Linked DNA regions of Sus scrofa: all the other regions are linked to region 2. Evidence: chromatin contacts called from public Hi-C data. All regions are on one chromosome and are shown on one strand. Each heading gives the region's core, a stretch centred on a gene start, on an enhancer-like site or on the middle of the called end of the contact. The rest is flanking DNA. Distances are from core to core; before and after follow the strand shown. Region 1 holds the start of PGPEP1 (pyroglutamyl-peptidase 1). Region 2 holds the start of ARRDC2 (arrestin domain-containing protein 2). Region 3 holds the start of MVB12A (multivesicular body subunit 12A).

Region 1 (4,181 bases), core at 723-3,222, 290 kb before region 2:
GACTCCTCCAGACTGAGGGTCAAAATGACACCCTCCCACCAGAGGCCTGGCGGAAGTTGACGCCCACGAGGACCCAAGGCGGAGTCTCCTCAAGAAGGAAGAGTTAGTTTCTCGGACTTGGTGACAGCGAGGGGTGGGGGTGGGGGTGGGAGCAGGCTGACACACAAACAACCGGGGCATTAAAGATTTTGACCAAGACGGTCCCTGGGGCAACCGAGAGAGTGGCCGGGCAACCGAGGTCCACCGAACTCCATCTGCCCCCGCCTCCGGGGAGCAGCCCTCCGTTGGCGCAAGGCTCGGGGAGCAGTGGCTGGCAAGACATTCATTTGTCACCGGGGCACTTCCTGCCCGCAAATCGGCCTTTGTCCCCTGGAACCGGGGGTGGTGACAAACCTGACTTAGGGAGGGGCAGGGAGGAGCCCGGTCCAGCCTGCTGGCCAGGCAGACAGAACAAACAGGTGCCCAGAGAGTTACTGTCCCCAACTGGGTAAGGAAGGACGCGAAAGGGGCCTGCTCCGTGTGGGTCACTTGCCAAGACCCCCACGTCCTTCCTTGCCCCGGCCCCTGACAGTAGGACCACAGGGGCGCCCCTTTCTCCACTTTCTCTGTCGCGCGGACTGAGCTGGGCTCCCGCGGATGATGACACCTTCCAAACCTGGGACACTTCTAGCACTTGCCCCGCCCGGGCCACCGCGCTCCTCCCGGCCCAACTGGTTCTGAAGCCGCCCGACCCAACCCCTGCCCCGGGGCCGCTGCCGCTGCGACCGCCATTGGTACACTGCCCGCGTACCCGTTACCACCACCGCCTTCCTGGGCTGCTCCATGGCGGGCGCAGGCTGCACCTCTGACTCGCTCCTGCTGGGACTGGTAAGCTGACCAGTCCGCAGCCGCCGCCGCTGCCGCCGCCGCTGCCGCGGGACCCCGCGCGGCCCCGCCCCTAAATCCGGCCCCGCCCTCGACCCCGCCCCAAGCCGGGCGGCTAGGCGTGCGCGTCCCCGACCCGAGACGCAGCGTGCGCGCCCCATCCTTAACTTTCACGTTAGGAGCGCTTGGCTCGCAGCCTCAGTTTCCCCATGTGTAAGATGGGGACACTTCATCCCGAAGGCTGTGGCAGACGCTAGGCATGAGCTGGTCATTTATTCCGCAAGGGTTCACTGAGCGCCTGCTATGAACATCGCTGGCCCCCACCCCCCCTGTGAGCAAAGCTCCATCATTTGGCCCCTTTTACAGATGAGAAAACTGAGCCGTAGTATCGAAGACTACTTACCTAAAGCCTCCTGAGGTCCCAGAAGCGGCGTTCAAGCCAGGAGGTCGAGGGGATAGTGAAATAAAGTGAAAACCCCGCACCCACGGTTGGGTGGTGCCCAGAGTAGGGTCCTATGTTGCTAAGGAGGCTGATGTGGCCCCTTAACCTTGGCCTCCCCTCCCTTTAGCTCCCCAATACACAGCTGCTGTAACCCCAGCAGTTGTCCTGGAGCCTAACACAGTCTCACCTCAGGGCCTTTGCACTTGCTGTTCCCTCTGCCTGGAACATGCCCTGCAGATACCTGCAAAACTAGCTGCTTCTCCTTCAGGGCTCAGCTGGAACATCACCTCCTCCTAGTGACCCTCCTCACCCCACCACACCACCACCCCAGTAGGTCCGTCTCATTTCCTTGTTTCATCTTCTTCACAGCAGCGGTTACATTCAGAAATTATTCTTTAATAGGCACTGCTTTTCTGATTATTTCCCATTTTCCTGCCCTGACTTCCAGGGCAAGGGCATGTCTTTGTTAGAGCTGTGTGCCTGGCACACAGGAGGTTCCCAACTCACTTTCAGCAGAGGCCATCGTTCCTCCAAAAATAGCCAGAAAAATAAAGCTGAGTTTCTGGCCACGTCCTTAGAAACAGATCTGGACCTTGGACTTGGGTCGCCAAAATCTCATTCCAAGCAGCCTTGGCCCCAGATTAGCCAGGACGCTGACCAAGGACCGTCTGCCTCTGGCCCAAGAATATGCAAGGCAGTGTTCTCTGAACTGCCCGGGAGCCTTGTTTGCAAGCTCAGACCAGAGGTCACACACTCAGTGGCTATTTTGGTCTCTGGCAGCTTCAGGTAGAATTCAGAAAATCTGAGATCCGGCCTGGGCTGGCTATGGGAGCGAGACCTCAGCCAAGTTGAAAAAGAGAATGGAACAAAAATCTTACCAAGAATCAAGTTTTAGAACTCAAACATGTAGTAAGTGTCTGATACAAAGAGCATGTTTTGCTAGAAGCCGGGGCTGTGGAGAGAGATTTCATTTTCCCCCACTGTACTGGAAAGAAAGAGGAAACTGATAGCACCCAACCTTAGTCATCAGAGAAACTGAGTCACATGCTACCACCAAGAGTGACTAGGAATAAAAGCTCATGTTCACAGGATGCAGGCCCTGTTAAGCACGTCACTGGTGTTCTCTCTCTTTTTAGGGCTGCACCTGTGACATATGGAGGTTCCCAGGCTAGGGGTCAAATCAGAGCTACAGCTGCCGGCCAACCCCACAGCCACAGCAACACCGGATTCCAGCTTCATCTGCAACCCATACCACAGCTTGCAACAATGCTAGATCCTTAACTCACTGAGCGAGGCCAGGGACGGACCCCACAACCTCATGGATACCAGTCAGGTTCTTAACCTGCTGAGCCACAGCAGGAACTCTGTGTTCTCTCTCCCTCTCTCTCTCTCTTTTTTTTTCTTCCTTTTTAGGGCCAAACCTGCGGCATATGGAAGTTCCCAGGCTAGGGGTCAAATTGGAGCTAAAGCTGCCTGCCAGCCTATGCCACAACCATGGCAATTCAGCATCCGAGCCAAGACTGCAACCAACATACACCACAGCTCATGGCAACCCCAGATCCCTGACCCACTGAGTGAGGCCAGGGATTGAACCCACAACCTCATTGATAACTTATCAAATTTGTTTCCACTGCACCACAATGGGAACTCTCCAGAGCTCTTTTTTTAAAAAAATTTTATTTTGTCTTTTTAGGGCTGCACCCACTGCATATGGAAGTTCCAAGGTTTGGGGTTGTATTGGAGCTGTAGCTGCCAGCCTAGGCCACAGCCACAGCAATGGCAGATCCAAGCCGAATCTGCAACCTACGCCACAGTTCTTGGCAACACCGGATCCTTAATCCACTGAGAGAAGCCGGGGATCAAACTCAAGTCCTTGTGGATACCAGTCGAGTTTGTTAACACTGAGCCACAACAGGAACTCCAGGAGAGCTCTTTTTTTAAAAAAATAAGATGGTTGGAGTTCCTGCTGTGGTGCAATGGATCAGCAGAGTCTCTGCAGTGCCAGGATGCAGGTTCAATCCTCGACCCAGCACAGTGGGTTAAAGATTCAGTGTTGCCATGGAGTTCCCGTCTTGGTGCAGTGGTTAACGAATCTGACTAGGAACCATGAGGTTGCGGGTTTGATCCCTGGCCTTGCTCAGTGGGTTAAGGATCCGGCGTTGCCGTGAGCTGTGGTTGTAGGTTGGCAGATCTGGCTCAGATTTGGCATTACAGTGGCTGTGGTGTAGGCCAGTGGCTACAGCTCTGATTTGACTCCTAGCCTGGCCCTAAAAAGCCATAAAAATAAAAAGGCACTTTTTAAAACTAAAGGGAAATGTTTTCTGATAAAATAACGACTTCATTTAGTACAGGTTCTTAATATAACATAATTACAAATTCAGTGTTGTTTGTAAAATAGTAACATGAGATCGGCTAGAGAGATAAATGTATCATGTTTTGAACTAGATTTTGTGAGTAGACAAGTTAAAATTCTATTTTAAATATAAAGTTTATAAAATAAATACTTTTGTATTCAAATAAAGGAAAAAAAAAGAAAGTGACCTCTAATGGGGACAAGGTTTTTTTGGGGTGATGAAAGTGTTCTGAAACTAGATAAAAGGCAATGGTTGCACAACATGGTGAATACATTTAATGCCACTGGACTGTACACTTTAAAATGGTTTATGTAGTAAGTGTTATGTATGTTTTATCACAATAATAACAATAATAAAAGTCAGTGTGGAAGCATTGATGGATTACAAAACAAATGTAAGAGAAAGATGTGTTTGCAAATGCGGAAAATATCTCAGGAAGGAAGGGCAAGAAATTGATAAGAGCGGGGTGGGGGTGGGGGGGCCTTTGGGGAGGGAACCAGGATGTGGGAGAGATGAAAGTG
Region 2 (3,782 bases), core at 154-2,653:
GCCAAGCCTGAGCTGCTTCCTGCCTCCACCCATTTTGCCAGTGGGTACGGTGAGGTCTGCCTTCCCTGAGAGGAGGTGGTCAGGGCAGCCCAGAGAGTCTAGCATCTTCCTCAGCCACACAGTACCATATTGTGACACAGACTTACTCCTTCTGTGGCCCCTGTTCTGCTCCTGACTGGCTGTACAGCCTGAGGGTTGGGATCTCAGGTTCAGGGCAAGGGAAGGCCATGTCCAAGACCTAAGACTGCCAGCCCAAGTCTCCTCCCTGCCTAGGATACAGTCCTACCCTCTCATGTGCAAACACCACCAGAACCCCCAACCCTGTGAAGAGCCCTTCCTTCAAACACTGGGAAAGAGCACTGACAGTACATGAGACAGGGCCCTTCTTTGGGAATCAGAGGTCCCAGGCCTGGGGCTAACGTGGCATCTTGTGATCCAGAAAGGATTTCCCAGCTCCACCCAGGGATTCACCCAGACTCCCATTTAGTGCGTGTGTGGTGGAGGGTGAGGGGGTGGGGTGTCTCCACTGCAAACCTCTAAGTCGAGGTTGTCCGGCTCTGAATGGGGTGCACCCAGATCCTGGGAGGGATTCCTGGGAAAGAGGGTTTAGGAAGTGGGTAGGTGCGTGGATGTCCCGGTAGGAAGGTCCACACCCCGGGGAAGAGGTCTCCACTTCATGAGGAGGATCACCCAACTGCACAGCCTCTAAGTCGAAAGGCTGGCTCCGGAGAGGGGGGCCCACTCCTCGGAAGAAGGTCCCGGGGTATCTTGGCTTGGGGGTGGGGGTTGGAGGGGCTCACCTCGGAGGAGCAGCTGCCGCCGCCGCAAGTACGTCTCGGCAGCCGCGTAGTCGCTGGACACGGCGTTTATACCCACGCTTCGGCCCTCGAGCCAGTGCGTGGCCGCCCAGCCGCGGGCCGCCACCTCGAGCGCTCGCACCCGCAGCGGCGCGGCCGCCTCCAGCAGCACCCGGCCGCACAGCCGCTCCCCGCCGCGGTACGCGCCGCCCGGGCCCCGCGCCAGCTCCAGAACGAAGCTGCGCACGCCCCCCGGGCGCATGGCGCGGGCCGGGGCCCACGGCGGGGAGGACGCGCCCGGCGGGGGCCCGTCGGGCCCGCGGAGGCCGGGCGCGCCGCTGGGGAGCGTCTGCAGGCCTCCCAGGTCTCAGCGCTGGTCCTTGCCGCCGCCGCCTCCGGGTGCCCCCCAAGCTTTCTCCTCCTTCTACGAACTTGTGCGGGCGCCGCCGGCCGGCGCGGAGTTGGCTGACTTCCTGATTCTCCGCGTCCGCCTCGTGACGCGCCCGGGCCTCAGGGGACCTGCCGCCGGCGTGCTGGCGCGGCTGACTTTGCTACCCCTCAGCGCCGGGCGGGCCCTGCTTTCGCAGGGTAGGCGCTGTTGAGTCAGAGGCGGGCGGGGGCGGATGTGGATGGCGTGGTGCTACCCGGCTGTCTTGTGTTCTCATTCGTCCCCTACCCGGCACCTTTGGACCGGGCGCCGCCCCAGCCTCCTCCCTGGTCTCCCTGCCACCATCTGGTTGTTCCCCAGACACACCAAACTCGGATCTTGGCTCTTGGCCTTTGCACTGGTTGTTTTGTTACTTGGAACGCCCTTCTCCAATGTACCCACCCTCGCCCAAATGTCACCTCCTCAGAGTCATGCTATGGGCTTATTTCTTTATGATTCTGGTCGCTGTGTTTGCAACTGCTGTGTGTTTACTGTGCTTCCTCCATCAGCCTGAGTGCTCCCAGGGGTGAGCCTTGTGCCCTATTCTCTGGCACCTGATCTTACAGAAGAAACTGAGGCTCCCAGAAGGGCAACCACTGGCCAGAAGCACCCAGCGGTGGCACAGTCTGGCTTGAACCCATGTCTGACCACTCACCACTGACACCTCCCCAGACACTCTTACTCTTGGGCCCATCCTATCATCCCCAAACAGATGGCCCCTGGCCTTATCAGAGGCTGCCAGCGCCTGGGCTCTCAGCTGGGCCCAGATTAGCCTCCCTCTCCACCCAGGGCCCAGCATCTGCCAAGTGCCTGGCACCCCAACCCGACTCCAGCATTCTGAGCCCAAGGCCTGAGGGGACCTGATTCTACTTGTTTGGAAACTTCCTCTCCATCCTACCCCAGGAGGTCCTCTCTCACCCCAGGATCACACCACTCTTCTCCCCATGGAGAGCCCTCCACCAATTCCTCTTGACCTGTAGAACCCCCAATTTAATCCCTGGCTCCCCATCTCCCTCATTCGGTAAGTGGCTTCACTTCTCTGAGTCTCCCGGTCCAATTATGGTCAGGTCCTGAAGACTGGATGGCCCTCCTTACTCATGTACTTACTGGAGCCTGGCTCATAGTGGGTGCTCCAGCAAAGCCAGATGGAAGGACCTCCCGATTATCTGCTGCCTCCTGCAGGCCAGGCCATGCCCTCCACTTATTTATTTATTTACTCATATTTTTTAGGGCCACACCCACGACATATGGAAGTTCCATATGGAGTCAAATTGGAGCTGCATCTGCCAGCCTATATACCACAGCCACAGCCACAGCAATGCCAGATCTGAGCTGTGGCTGCAACCTATGACGTGGCAATGCTGGATCCTTAACCCACTGAGCAAGGCCTGGGATTGAACCTGCATCCTCAGGGATGCTATTTGGGTTCTTAACCTACTAAGCCACAGGAAGAACTCCTGGGCCATGCCCTCTGGAGGGGCCTCCTACTGGGGCCAGGTGGGACTGATGTAGATGTCCTCAGGGAGTTGTCCCTGACTGAACTCAGGTCCAGGAGTCTGCCAGGCTAGGATAGTGATGGGATGGGCTCACTGTGACCCCCAAATCCTGTCTGGGCCCTGGGGTCGGATGTCCACCTCCCATGTTATGTGATTACGGGTGCGCCCCCAGCCACACACAACAGGCAGCAGCTGGGTGGGTCCTGCTTTATTTGGAACTGGCAAGGACCCCTCTCCTGGCTGCTCCACACCCACCAGGGGCCTAGGGAGAGCCAGGGGGCCGGGGGACTAGAGGAAGCTCCGGGCTCCTGCAGCTCCAGTCAGGGAGGAAGCGGTGGTCAGTGGCCCACCCCTGCTCTCACCTGCGGTCTGGCCCTGCCCTCTGCCCGGACAGTCTAGGAGGGGCGTGGTGGGGCGGGCCCCAGTCCACTCAGCCCAACTCAGCTTCGGCTCCTTGAACTCCAAGAGGCGCCACTGTACAGGGCTTCCCGGATGGCATGGAGGTGGCGGCCACACGATGGCCAAGATTGAGGGGTCTGGTGGCAGGCAGGGCCGTCACCCGCAGTCTGAAGGGGCCACGGGTGGCCACCGGTGTGGGGAACTCCGAGTCACCTGGTCCGAGGGGCCGGGGCCAGGCCGGGGAGGCAGGGGTGGTGGGGGCGGGCGTATGGCTTGGGCGATGAGGCCGGGTAAGGCCTGCAGGGAGGTGCCCAATGCATCCAGGCGACTTTCGAGGGCAGCCAGGCGGACCTCAAGTTCCTCGTGCTGGGCATGCAGCTCGGACATGAGGTCGTACATGACATTCTGGGTCTGCCAAAGACAGAGAGGGTTGGAGAGAGAGGAGAGGCCAGGTGAGAGAGAGGGAGGGATGGACACAGAGAGAGATGGCAGAACAGCCCTGATAAGGGGACCCAAATGAGGGGCAACTGTGAGGGCACCACCAGCCCAGCCAAAAGGAATGGTGGGAGAAGAGGCAAGGGGAGAGACAGGAGTTTTTGTTTTTGTTTTGGCCATGCCTGTGGCATGTGGAAATTCCTGGGCCAGGGGTCGAACCCACACACC
Region 3 (4,235 bases), core at 1,272-3,771, 500 kb after region 2:
TAGGATGGGTCACTTTGCTGTACTGTGAAGTTGACACAACACTATAAGTCAACTACACTTTAATAAAAATTAAAAAAAAAAAAAAAAAAAAGCTGCCAGAGGAGGGCAGGCCTCTGGGTGACCTCACATCTCAGTTCACACCCTCAGCAACATGCTAACTAGTGTTGCTGGGTTCAATCACTGTTCTAGGCGCTTTAGACACACCAACTCATTTTTACTCCTCGTGGCCACCCCATAAGATTGGTACAACTGTCCCGATCTTAACGTGTGGAAACTGAGCCACAGAGAGTTGGCAGAAGGAACGGGAGAACCCATGGGAGTCCTTGAGGGCCAGAGGGGTAGATGTGGGAGTTGGGAGGTCAAGGAGGGAGTGCTGAGGGGCAGCCCTACCCGACTCGAAGGTATCCAGGCACTGTCTTGGTTTTCCCACTCAGCCGGACGTCAAATACAGCCGTGTCTGCGACCCCCAAGGGTACCAGCTTAACACACATGCGTTTCTTCTTGGATACAGAGCCTCTGGGAATGGGGGGCAGAGGAGTGACAAGAGGGAAGAAGCAGGGAAGGGGTCCATAGGGCTCCAGGATGACACTGGCCAGGGTGCTGCTATTTAAGACAGCCATCTGGTTAAACCATGAATGGCAAAGCCATAGGAGGGAACTCCATGCAGCTTTGAGGACCCATTGGGACAGGGTCGTCTTTAGTGACATAGAGAGGCACTTGTAGGGTAGCTGTGGGATAAGACAGAACTCACTTTCCCCCAGCCCTCTAATCCAGAGGTCAGCAAACTAGCCTAAGAGCCAAATCTGGCCCAAAGTCTGTTTCTGTATGGCTCACCAGCTACGCATGGCTTTTACTTCTTTTTTTTTTTTTTCTTTTTAGGGCTACACCTGCGGCATATGGAGGTTCCCAGGCTAGGGGTCCAATCGGAGCTATAGCCGCCAGCCTACGCCAGAGCCACAGCAATGCAGGATCTGAGCCGCGTCTGCAACTTACACCACAGCTCACGGCAATGCCGGATCCTTAACCCACTGAGCAAGGCCAGGGATTGAACCCGCAACCTCATGGCTCCTAGACGGATTCGTTAACCACTGCACCATGACGGGAACTCCACGGCTTTTACATTTTTAAAGGGATATATATGCAACAGACACCATCTAATTTAATATATCTACTTTCTGCCCTTTTACAGACAAAGTCTGCCAAGTCCTGCACCAACAGATATATATGCTGAGAGTCAAATATAAAAGACAATACATGGAAAAGGCACAGGAGGCAGGGAGAGCCTGATGGTTAGAAAACAGAGTGGTCAGCATTGTCAGGAAAGCACCAGGGCAACTGGAGCCTGTGTGTAAGAACCTGGAAATGTAAAACAGAACTGCGCAAGATTCAGCCTGGCTACAACCTAAGAAGAAGGTGTATTAGTAACATTAAATAAAACAGGTCGCAATGACCGAACACTTACTCTAGAACAGAGGCTTCCAATCGAACATTTTTACGCAGGGCGGGGCACATTTTCCCCGTACAGGATCAGAACTCTAAGTCCTCAGCCAACACTGTCATTACCAAGTGCTGTCGAGGGGGTGGCCAAGGCTCAAAACTCACGCGCCTATGGTCTCTCCATTCCCTCCCCGCTCTTTCCCGCAGAGACTCGAATGTGCCCTTCACCTCCAACCCCGCCCCACCCCACCCCCGCCTTCGACAGGACTCACTGGAGTCTACGGGGTCGCAGACAGGGGAGAATCCCGGCGGGAGAGGGCTCTTGTCCACCAGGATCTGGATATCGACCACCACGTTCTCCTGTGGATTCTGGGATGGGATGGGGTGGGGGGACGCGGTGGGGAACACAGCAAGAGTGACCGGCACGCCTCGGGCAGCACCCCGCGAATGGACAGGGGGAGTGGAAGGACCCCAGGGATTCCGAAGGTGGGCGCCCCTTACCTCTAGGCTGCCCAAAGGATTGAGACATAGGAAGTAGCCGGATTTCTGCGCGAAGGTCTTGCCGAAGCTGGCGGGAGCTCCCTCCACGGTGCAGGAGATCTATGGCACGGACGCGGGTCAGCGCCAGCCAGGCTCTTACCTGGCCGCAGCCACCTCTGCCCCCATTCAACCCCTCGCCCCTAGTGCCACCGCCTCTCCCTACACTTCCCCGGTTCCCCGACGTCGCTTACCGCACTGAATCCCCTTGGCGGAGGCGCCGAGGCCGACGACCAGGCCAGGCCAGCCAACGGGGCCGCGTCGGTCCCGGGCCCCGGATCCATCCTCCGAACCAAGATCCAAAGGCGATGGACCGCCTTGGACCTCCCAGCCGCGGCCGGACGGCGGAGTTTGGCCACGAAACTGAACTACAACTCCCAGATAGCCTTGCGAGGTCGGGAGTCCAGGAGGCGTCGTTTGCGCGTTCCGGGAAAGCTGTCGGCCAACTGCGTGCGTCCCCCAGGTGTGCCAGTGAGCGACGTTTGCGGAAAATTGTCTCCTTTTTTTTCCCCCTCACGCCCATCAACTTCCGCCGGAAATGTCTCGCTAGCAGCAAACCGGAACTACGTTCCCCAGAATCCTTTGCAGTGTCAACCTCTCTTCCAAAGTTGACGTCAGTATTCCCCAGAATTTGAGAGTGAGCTGTGAAAAACTCACAATTCCAGAAGTCACCCCAAAGAAGACTTTCATGAGTTATGCAACGGTTAGTTTAAATAAAAATACCGACCAACTTGAGCCTTGAAATCTTGGTGTAACTTGAGAACTTGTTCACATACACATTTTTTAAAATGAGACAAGAAAGTGCTCAGTATGGAGACAAACTTTTACACCCCTCAGAAGTAAAATATGGAAAATTAGGGAACAGAAGGTTTACTCCTGTGTAGTTTCCAGTTTTCTGCAATGTCATAGGTTAGCCCACTGCCTGTTTTTTGTACCACCTGTTAGCAAGGAATGGTGGGGGTTTTTTGTGTGTGTGGTGCTTTTAGGGCCGCACCCAAGGCATATGGAGGTTCCCAGGCTAGGGGTCAAACCTGAGCTGTAGCCGCTGGCCTACACCACAGCTACAGCCACGACATATCCAAGCCGGGTCTGTCGCCTATACCACAGCTCACGGCAATGGCGGTATCCTTAACCCACTGAGCGAGGCCAAGGATGGAACCTGCGTCCTCATGGATACTAGTCAGAGTATCTGCTGAGCCACAAGGGGAACCACTGAGTGAGGCCAGGGATCAAACCCACAACCTCATGGTTCCTAGTCGGATTCGTTAACCACTGAGCCACAACGAGAACTCCATTTTTTTTTTTTTTTTTCTTTTAGGGTTAGACTTTATTTTGTTACCAATATTCTGTTTTTATTTCTGGGGATTTTTTTTTTTTTAAGGATCTACCATTGCGGTGAGCTGTGGTGTAGGTCGCAGATGCGGCTCGGATCCCATGTTGCTGTGGCTCTGGCATAGGCCAGCAGCTACAGCTTCGATTCGACCCCCAGCCTGGGAACCTCCATATGCCGTGGGAGCAGCCCAAGAAATGGCAAAAAGACAAAAAAAAAAAAAAAAAAGAAGAAGAAGAAGATAAGAATACTTTTGCACCAAGTGCCCTGTGATCTGAAGCACTGATTTATTGAGTCCCTGAGGCTAGGAATCAATCAGGGCATTCCTTTGTGTCCGAATGTGCTTTAATAAAGATATTATAGGGGAGTTCCTGCTGTGGTGCAAAGAGATCAGGGGCATCTCTGGAGCCCTGTGCCCAGCGGGTTGAGGATCCAGCATTCCCCCAGTTGCGACTTAAGTTACAACTGTGGCTTGGATGTGATCCCTGGCCCCAGGAATGCCATATGCTGTGGGGTGGCCAAAAAAGAAAAGAAAAAGAAAAAAGATGCTACATGAGAGCTCCCTGGTGGTTCAGTGGGTTAAGGATCCAGTTTTGTCACTGCTGTGGCACAGGTTCAATCCCTGGCCCGAAAAGTTCCACATGCCATGGGAGCAGCCAAAAAAAAAAAGATGCTACATCCCCAGTCTGATCAGATATGAACATACAACTTTCCATTCCACTTGGATAATTAGTCATGTCCAAGGCCATCCTATTTTGGAGGACATCTTTTCACGTTACAGACGTTTCAGTATTCAGTAAGGGCAGACTTTGTCAGCTCTCATTTAAGTCTTGCTGGGTTAATTGAATAAGAGCTTCTATGTGTCCTATAATGTCCTCCAGGCCAATAGAGGGGACAAGACAGTGGCCGAATGATCATAGCAGTGGAAAAC

What was found. Hi-C and Micro-C count contacts between places; a contact is called where the count stands out from the background.
Region 1: a Hi-C map of alveolar macrophages shows a contact between it and region 2, with 1.9 times the contacts expected there. The contact joins the promoter of PGPEP1 here to the promoter of ARRDC2 in region 2. A contact is called at or near these places in 2 of 5 promoter capture datasets (fetal liver and liver), 5 of 47 Hi-C or Micro-C datasets (alveolar macrophages, embryonic fibroblasts, heart right ventricle and 2 more) and 2 of 2 datasets of contacts at active chromatin or transcription factors (alveolar macrophages and skeletal muscle).
Region 3: a contact with region 2 is called in a Hi-C map of liver, with 4 times the contacts expected there. The contact joins the promoter of MVB12A here to the promoter of ARRDC2 in region 2. A contact is called at or near these places in 2 of 47 Hi-C or Micro-C datasets (fetal skeletal muscle and liver).

Annotation. Positions count from the first base shown.
Region 1 is chr2:59,483,837-59,488,017 of Sscrofa11.1, forward strand. It overlaps PGPEP1 (pyroglutamyl-peptidase 1), which reads right to left and starts at 1,973. Exons shown (of 5, transcript XM_021083524.1): 1 at 1,814-1,973. The coding sequence starts at 1,829.
Region 2 is chr2:59,777,097-59,780,878 of Sscrofa11.1, forward strand. It overlaps ARRDC2 (arrestin domain-containing protein 2), which reads right to left and starts at 1,404. Exons shown (of 8, transcript XM_003123504.4): 1 at 801-1,404. The coding sequence starts at 1,059. It overlaps KCNN1 (small conductance calcium-activated potassium channel protein 1), which reads right to left. Exons shown (of 12, transcript XM_005654901.3): 12 at 2,914-3,530. The coding sequence ends at 3,276.
Region 3 is chr2:60,273,451-60,277,685 of Sscrofa11.1, forward strand. It overlaps MVB12A (multivesicular body subunit 12A), which reads right to left and starts at 2,522. Exons shown (of 10, transcript XM_021083558.1): 1 at 2,169-2,522; 2 at 1,939-2,037; 3 at 1,710-1,806; 4 at 391-516. The coding sequence starts at 1,966.